Linked DNA regions of Rattus norvegicus: all the other regions are linked to region 3. Evidence: chromatin contacts called from public Hi-C data. All regions are on one chromosome and are shown on one strand. Each heading gives the region's core, a stretch centred on a gene start, on an enhancer-like site or on the middle of the called end of the contact. The rest is flanking DNA. Distances are from core to core; before and after follow the strand shown. Region 1 has its middle 19 kb from the start of Musk. Region 2 holds the start of Lpar1 (lysophosphatidic acid receptor 1). Region 3 has its middle 110 kb from the start of 4930522L14Rikl.

Region 1 (2,709 bases), core at 79-2,578, 160 kb before region 3:
GAGGGTGTTCCCTACTCTCCCCCTCCCCTGCCCACTCCCTCCTGCCTCCCCGCCCTGACATTCCCCTACACTGGGGGCATCAAGCCTTGGCAGGAGCAAGGGCTTCTCCTCCCATTGGTGCCCAACAAGGCCATCCTCTGCTACATATGCACCTAGAGCCATGGGTGTCTCCATGTGTACTCTTTGAGTAGTGGTTTAGTCCCTGGGAGCTCTGGTTGGTTGATATTGTTGTTCTTATGGGGTTGTAAGTCCCTTCAACTCCTTCAGTCCTTTCTCTAATTCCTCCAATGGGGACCCTGTTCCCAGTTCAATGGTTGGCTGAGAGCTTCGCTTCTTTTAGCAGCCGTCCTGATTTTATAAAGTATGAAGGTTACCAACCCATTCCTACCCAAATTTCCCGGTTACCCAGTAGGATGTCCTAGGGACCCAGATGTTGCTAACAAAACTGTGACACATCTGGATAAGGCCAAGGCTTCAGGTTGTACTAGACCCTGACAATCATGCTGGGAGGTCGTTGAGTGCGCAGGCACCAAGGGCCTGCTGGGAAGACTGGGGGCTATTAGTGCTTTCGATTTAGCTCCATTGTCAAGATGAAGCTAAAGAACATCAGAAATAAGGCATTTATCACTAGTAGTTGGTCAGGGCCAGGCTCTTTGTCACAGAAGTAGCTGTTAATTGGGCTTCATATACCAAAGTGCACCAACCCTAACCTCATTTCCATATCTAGATTTAGTTTTTGCTGCTTTCTGGGCCCTGAGAAAGAGATTTCCTGTCGCTCTATAGTTTTCCTACCCTTTGTTCTTTGTGTTATACAGTCTTTTTCCTTTCTTTTAAAATATTACTCTAAATAAGCTTTCTTGTGCACTGTAGTTAGTAGCCAGTTGTAAGCCCCGTGACAAATATTTACCGTTAAATTCTGTTAGAAAACAGGGCTCTCTCATTCCTGATGTTTATGTATGAGCTTGATTTGCATACAAGTCCTGGTTATTCTCATGAGAGGAGCACTGTAATCCTATTGACCTACTTGGGACCGGAATGTCTGTTTATGTGTGCCTGGTACAGATATCACATATCCTGCTTATTATTTTGCCCGTTCTGTTTTGCAAGTTATCATGGACGTTGATTTTTTAATCCAGTAAGAACAGCGTGCTATGCAAAAGCATGTTAGGGTACAAGGCCAAGTTCAGCTGTCAACTTTTAAACAAATGTTTAAGTTGATTTTCTGCAGCAAACCTTCATTACTTGACGTGTGGGGGAGTTGAACGTCCATCTGGGTATGAGTTAGAATAGAAGCCTGCTTACTGCCTGTGAGTCAGGCATGGACTGCGCTGTGGGTTGTGCCACCAGCTGGCCTGCTGCATGACACAGAATTGTCTCCGCAAGCCACAAATTACATCTGTCTATCCCTCTATTTGTTAGACAATCTGGCACCGGGGACAGCTGAGAAGAAAGACTTTAAAACAGCTCCCTTGATTGATGTGTGTAGAGCCATCTCTAAATCCAAGTAAAAAGTTAAGTGCTATCAAGAACACGTAAATCAAGCGTGACCCTCTTTGAGCCCTGACAGGGTCTGACTAAGGCCACGTGACACCCACATGTGCAAGCTACAACTGACTTACGTTCAACGGTAGAACCAAAGCCTGCTTGCACCGAGCATTTAAATAGGTCACCTTCTAAACTTGGTTCAGCTGTGAGATGGAGTGCAAGGCCCAGTAGGTAAGCCATGACAGATTTCTGTCAGGAGGGTGAAGGATCAGTCACGAACGCAGAACGTGGGTGATGCCAAGGAGGCTGTTGGGAGATCATCTGTGACCAATGAGTGGGCACAATACATGGCGTACATATAAATAATACATGTTAGCTAAATGCCAATCACTTGAGCTTCACTTTGAGCAGAACCCAGTGCTGGGCCTTCAGGAGTTATAACAACAACTTTCTATGCCTATGAAAATTCTATCTGTAGAATGGCACCTGATGCATCGGGTAGAGCTTAAAACAAACAAAAATCCCAAAACGACCCGCAACTCTCACCGGCAACAACCAACACCAGCTCTGAAGAATTTTCTAGAAGAGTGCGAAGCGCAAGAAATCAACCACAAGCCTAAATATGTAAACTAGAAGTATGCGCGAAAAACAAGAAAGTGGTCCAGGAGCCACTGGGCTCCCTGACTTCCTGTCACCATGGCCATTTCCCCAGACTCTGCTGCTGCCACTCACCACAATGAATGAACCCCTAAAGCAACACTTTGTTTTGCTTTTGCATGAAGAATCTTTCTGGCTCACCCTGGTCACGTGATCATGTGATATGCTTTAGTTCCCAAGGAAGTAGAAACTGGAAGCCTCAGCATCATTAACGAGAGACAGGGTCTTGATGCCAAAGCAGGTCTTGAAAATGGAAGGGCGAAGGGTCTGGAGATTAGTAGCGAAGAAAATGTGTGTGTGTGTGTGTGTGTGTGTGTGTGTGTGTGTGTGTGTGTATGCATGTGTGTGCACATGCACACACACACAGTATAGCAGTGGTGAGTGTCTGCATTGGAAACTAGATTTTTGTTTGCTTATTTACACATAATTAAAGACTTGTTTCTGCTTTTTTCTAATTTGTTGTTGTTGTTGTTGTTGTTGTTGTTGTTGTTGTTGTTGTTGGAGATTGAACCCAGAAGTGGCAAGTGTCCCACTCCTGAGCTGATCTAATGAGGTCTCAGCTGACCC
Region 2 (2,700 bases), core at 64-2,563, 150 kb after region 3:
CCCAAACTGCTTCCCTCTCTTTCTACATTTTTCCTCTCTCAAATTCACACTCATGACCAAAGACAAGGTAAAATAATATAGAATGTTTTAAAATACCGTTTTCATATACTTAGAGCCCTGGAGGTTATTATTATTCATGATGCTGCATCTGGAGAACCCAGGGCAAAAACTAGATGCTATTACATCTGTGTGTTAATGCAGCTGGCTGTGGTGCACGGAGCCTTAAGCGTATTGTTGATCCCTCTTCCTTGGTATTCATTCCATCTGACAAGAGACTGTGTTCTTCCATTTTCTAAGGGTTTGAAACCAGGACTTCACAGTCATGTTAGGTGAGCAAAGGACACACAAAGGATAAACACGCAGCACTGCCGAAAAGAGTAGAGGATCCTGCTTTAATAATTAGCTACCTTCTTCCAGTCGCAGTTAGCAATTTGTATCGATGACGATGTAGATATAAGGTAGCGCTTAAGAGGTATAGATTCAAGTACAGCTTAAGAGTGAAACTTTTCACAAGCCAGCACTCGCTGGAAACCCACATGGAAGAAAGCTCCGTAGGTTTCAAATAAAAAGAAAAAAAGAAGAAGGAGAAGAAGAAGAAGGAGAAGAAGAAGAAGAAGAAGAAGAAGAAGAAGAAGAAGAAGAAGAAGAAGAAGAAGAAGAAGAAGAAGAAGAAGAAGAAGAAGAAGAAGAAACACAGGCAGAAGGAAGAAAGAAGGCGGGAGAAGAGGAAGAAAGAACTAAGAAAAGAGAGAGTCTAGGGCCTCAGCCCGGAGGTAGCAACAAGCCCTGGATACCTCACACCAAAGGCCAAATGGCAGCAAAGAAAACAAGTCTAAAGTTTAAAACCATCCACAGTAAACTCTCCCTTCAGCAGCAAAAAATGACCGATCAACCCATCCAAGCAAAGTCAGGTCCCTCCCCTGCCTTGCATTTCCCAGGTACAGGCTAAGCCTCGGGCGGCTACAAGGAAACTTAAGTTTAAATTCCTTAGACTCAAGGGACGACAAAGTCACTGGTGAGCAGTGAGCTGAGCGCGGGACGCGCGGACACCCGGACCATCTAAGTCCTCCGGGGCGCGACACCAAGAAACTTGGGGAGTCCCTCGCCAGCCCTCTCGCGTCCCCAACCCGACCCAGGTAAGCAACCGGAGGCCACCTACGTGTCACTCGGACGGACCCTGGGGCGCACTGACCTGGCCAAAGGGCAGGAGAGCCGCCGGGGCGGCTGCGGCGACTTCCCTCCCGGGCTGGGTTCCACCGGCTGGTGCGGGAGGCCAGGGCAGCCTCGCCTCCTGCAGGCGGCCTCACACACGCGCGCACACCCACCCACTCCGGGCCCGCGGGCGCGCGCACTCACTGGCGCTCACGCGCACGGCTACAAAGCCGCGGGTGGTGGGACAGTGCAAGCCGATCGCGCCGCAGGGAGGCGGGACGGTCGCCACCCGCGGCGAGGGACACCCGGCTGCCCGTGCCTTTACCTGCAAGGTCCAGCTCTGCAGTTCCCGCAGCCCCCACCCAGGCCAGCCCAACCCAAGCCTCACCCCAGCACAACCCGGAGCCTACGGAGGGCAGCACTGTGCTGGAGGACAAGAGTCACAGTTCTCCGGGCGTCACTGCCGCCCAGTCCCAACTTCCCCGGCTCAAGGAGCAGGCAGGCGGCAGAAGAGGCACGGGTGCCAGCTTCCTTGCCTCTCCGCCTTCTGGCGCTTTCTGCCACATCCACAGAGCACGAGTCATGCCCGCACCCCCAAGCGCCTTTTCCTCCCAAGCCGCTCTTCTCTCCTTACCTGCGTGGCACCCACAGCGACACTGCCTCCGGTGGTCCCCTCCCCCAGTCATTCACAGAATTTCCCGCGCTGCTGCAGGTCGGGGAGGGGGGAGTGGTGAGGGGAGCCTAAGCTTTCCATTCAGTCCCTTCCCGGCGCTCTCTCTACCCGCCACATCAGACACACCCACCTCTGTCACCCCTGCCCCCTCCTGTGCTCACCTTAGAACCCGGCCTCTGGCAGAGCTTTAGTGGACTCCCTGCACCGTGCATTTTCATTTTGTTGCTTTTCCCTCCTCATTTGAAAAGCCCTGGAAACCATCACAGAACCTAGGAAAAACAAGAAAAGAAAAGGGGGGAGGGGCGCTTGGTGTATGGCCTCCTCCGAGTTGAGTTTCTTTAACTTTTTCAGACAACACGAAGTTTCAACCAGCACGGCCCTGTACTTCAGGTCATAGAAAAGAAATGGTTGACTTTGTGCTAAGAGGGTCTATGAATTCCCGCATCTCTGCAACTGCAAATCAAAGCGAGTGTGCCTTTGTGCCCCTAGAGCTATGATTATAAACTTCTCTTCCTCTAGGAGTGTAACTTTCCAAGGGCAAACTATGATTTTCAGAGGGTAATTAAGGGCGGGGAAGGCACACCTGGAGGTGTGGGCGGGAGCAGGACCTAAGAATCGTGTTCTGGAGAATACCAGCTCAGAAGCCTTAACATCAGTCAGTAGAAGATAGGGACACACAGAGAGGACCCTCCAGCCATGCCAGGTCACCCACCTGCTCCACTCCAGGCCCGCAGGGTTTCTGGAGTCATCAGAATTTTCTACTTCAATCCACTGCAAAGTCCTCCACCCATCAAAAGCAGATGCCTGGGAGGGAGTAAAAGCCTGAGGGGCATTTAGGGTTGTGGGACTACAGGACAGCAAGGGAATGAAAGGCA
Region 3 (2,700 bases), core at 163-2,662:
CGGGGGTCTTGCTATGTGGTTCACTTTAAACTGGTGATCCTCCTGCCTCAACTTCCATCAATACAGCCCACAATTAAAGAAATCACCTTGTTCATATTATGTCCGTGAACATTGTTAGTTCTCTCTACTAGAAGGAAATCGACCTTGACTGTCTCATTCACTAATGTTTTTCTGGCATCCACAACAGTGCCTTTCATTGGGCAGGTGAGCAGTATTTGTTTAATATATAAATTTAAAAAGAATGAATGTGTTGGTTTGGGGAATGATTGTAAATAGGATTGGTAGGATAAATTGCCAAAATGCATGCTAAGCAATTGACAATTATGAAATATTAATAAACTCTGAAAAATGTTTAGGATGTTCCCCATCCTGCAGTATCAGATGTTTATCCATGATTTAACAGTGTAAAAATAAACAGGCCCATTCATCTCATTAACATGAAAATTGCTTTCATTTTTAAATAAATGATAAAATTAGACATACTCCAAAAGCTGCTTTAAAGGAAGTGTACCAGGAAATGACTGGTGTTTGTGCCTATTTTATATATCAACAAACCCAAGTTGCATGCAAATTCTTTGGGCTGGGTTGGCAAGATGGCTCAGGAGGTGTAGTGGCTGTTCCTAGTTGTCAACTTGGCTATATCTGGAATGAACTACAATCTAGAATTGGAAGGCTCAACTGTGATCTTGATCTTGAGGCTGGGAGATACAAGTTTCTGGCCTGGATCTTGGGATGGAGAAGCATATGAATCCCAGAAGACTAAGGCAAGGAGATCTCTGAGTTTAAGGTCATCTGAGACAAAGCAAGTCCCAGATCCAGACATGGTGGTACACACCTTTAATCTGGGACACACCTTCTACTGGAGACCTACATAAGGACATTGGAAGACGGAAGATTGCCTGCCTTGTGGTACTGAGCAACTGCTAGATCCTTGGACTTCCATTCACAGCTGCTGCTGACCATTGTTGGGGCTACAGACTGTAAGTCATCAACCAATTCCCTTGCTATATAAAGACTACCCATATGTTCTGTGACTCTAAAGAACCCTGACTAAGACAGGGGTAAAGATGCTTATCACCAAGCCTGGTGACCTAAGTTTGATCCCCAGAATGGACAAGGTGAGAGGAGATAAATACCTAAAGATTTTCTTCTTATCTCTAGCCATGGTAGACACACACACACACACACACACACACACACACACACACACACACACACAAAGAGTAATTCTAAGGTGGTAACACTGTTCGTTTAGTGCTCCCAACACCATGCATTCTTATTTTTTTGAATCTCAGGGTAGTTCCAAAGGCTGTGTCAGAAAAGACTGATCAGCTTGAGTACTGGCCTCTCACATATCCTTCCCTGCCTTATGGGGCTAAAGTCATCTAAGGAAAGGAATGAGCTCACAGACTGAGGCTCTCCAAGCTCCCCACTGCTCCCGCCCAGATTTAGCAAGGCACCACCTCTGCTTGGCGACAGAGAAGCTGCCTCTCTAATTTCCCAATATCCATGCTTCTTTGCCAAGATAATCTTTCCCAGACAGGGATATTCAGGAGGAATAGAAGTCTCCAGAAATGGGGAGGGGTGGGCATGTGTTGGGGAATCACATAGAAAAGGCCCTGGCAGCACTTGTAGATGATTCAGTGCTTGGCTGGGGACCAGCGGCTGACAAGCATCTGAGAAGATCAACAGCTTGTGAGCTGAGTATTTGCCCACAGCATCGCCAAAGCCGACATATGTGGAAGAATGCTCCTTGAAAGAATAAAGCGATTTATCTTCCAACTTGTTAACCAGCAAATTCTCTCTCCAAAGTCACCAGCACTACAAAACTTTTCCCACTTGGAGAAAAGGGGAGAAGGGCTACTAGACAGAGCTCAGTTTTGAAAAGGGAGGGTGGTTTGTGTCTCTAAATTCTGTGCAACTGAAAAACCAGAACTGTTAATGGTCTCTGGAAAGCTTCGGAAAGAATGAGAGCTGTGCGCACACCCGTGTGTGTGTGTGTGTGTGTGTGTGTGTGTGTGTGTGTGTGTGTGTGTGTGTGTAGGGGGGCTGTGAATGTCTCTGCAGGTGGGAGTCAGACACAATCTCAGGTATTTCTTCCTGAAATCTCTCACAGGCCTGAAACTCTCCAGTCCAGTAAACTGGTTGGCTGGCAAACTTCTGGGATCCACCTGTCTTGGCCTGCCAAACCCTTGGATTTAAAAATGTTCGGACATGTCCAGCTTTTTTTTTTTAAGATTTATTTATTTATTATATATAAGTACACTGTAGCTGTCTTCAGACACACCAGAAGAGGGCACTAGATCTCATTACAGATGGTTGTGAGCCGCCATGTGGTTGCTAGAATTTGAACACAGGACCTCTGGAAGAGCAATCAGTGCTCTTAACCACTGAGCCATCTCTCAAGCCCACACCCAGCTTTTTAAACATGGGGTCTGGGTATCAAATTGGTGTCTATGTTTGTTAGGCAAGCACCCAGCTGACTGAGCTATTTCCCAAGCCCAGAGACATGTTCTGACCTCAGACTTCGACCTTCAGACCACCAGCATGCTGACAAGCTGATGGCTATCGCTGTGTTATCCTCGGTAAGAAGTAACCAGAGGGATAGGGATTTTCTGATTGCGTAGAAGCATGCACCTCACAAAATACCCCTTTTCCCTGCCTAAAGCCAGAGATGTTTCTATACTTTCTTCTAGAACA

Evidence for each region. Hi-C and Micro-C count contacts between places; a contact is called where the count stands out from the background.
Region 1: a Hi-C map of the Rat2 cell line shows a contact between it and region 3, with 12 times the contacts expected there. The contact joins two enhancer-like sites. A contact is called at or near these places in 5 of 12 Hi-C or Micro-C datasets (the A7r5 cell line, the Rat2 cell line, Schwann cells and 2 more).
Region 2: a contact with region 3 is called in a Hi-C map of psoas muscle, with 1.8 times the contacts expected there. The contact joins the promoter of Lpar1 here to the enhancer-like site in region 3. A contact is called at or near these places in 4 of 12 Hi-C or Micro-C datasets (the A7r5 cell line, the Rat2 cell line, Schwann cells and 1 more).

The regions. Positions count from the first base shown.
Region 1 is chr5:77,833,638-77,836,346 of GRCr8, forward strand. No RefSeq gene overlaps it. Among named protein-coding and RNA genes, the nearest start is that of Musk, 19 kb to the right of the region's middle. Within about 2 kb of position 1,329, at least 36 of the 93 cell types and tissues checked have an H3K27ac peak or open chromatin away from gene starts, as enhancers often do. A contact at or near this core is called in Schwann cells, where this site is marked.
Region 2 is chr5:78,140,875-78,143,574 of GRCr8, forward strand. It overlaps Lpar1 (lysophosphatidic acid receptor 1), which reads right to left and starts at 1,314. Exons shown (of 4, transcript NM_053936.4): 1 at 1,193-1,314.
Region 3 is chr5:77,991,704-77,994,403 of GRCr8, forward strand. No RefSeq gene overlaps it. Among named protein-coding and RNA genes, the nearest start is that of 4930522L14Rikl, 110 kb to the left of the region's middle. Within about 2 kb of position 1,413, at least 43 of the 93 cell types and tissues checked have an H3K27ac peak or open chromatin away from gene starts, as enhancers often do. A contact at or near this core is called in the A7r5 cell line and Schwann cells, where this site is marked.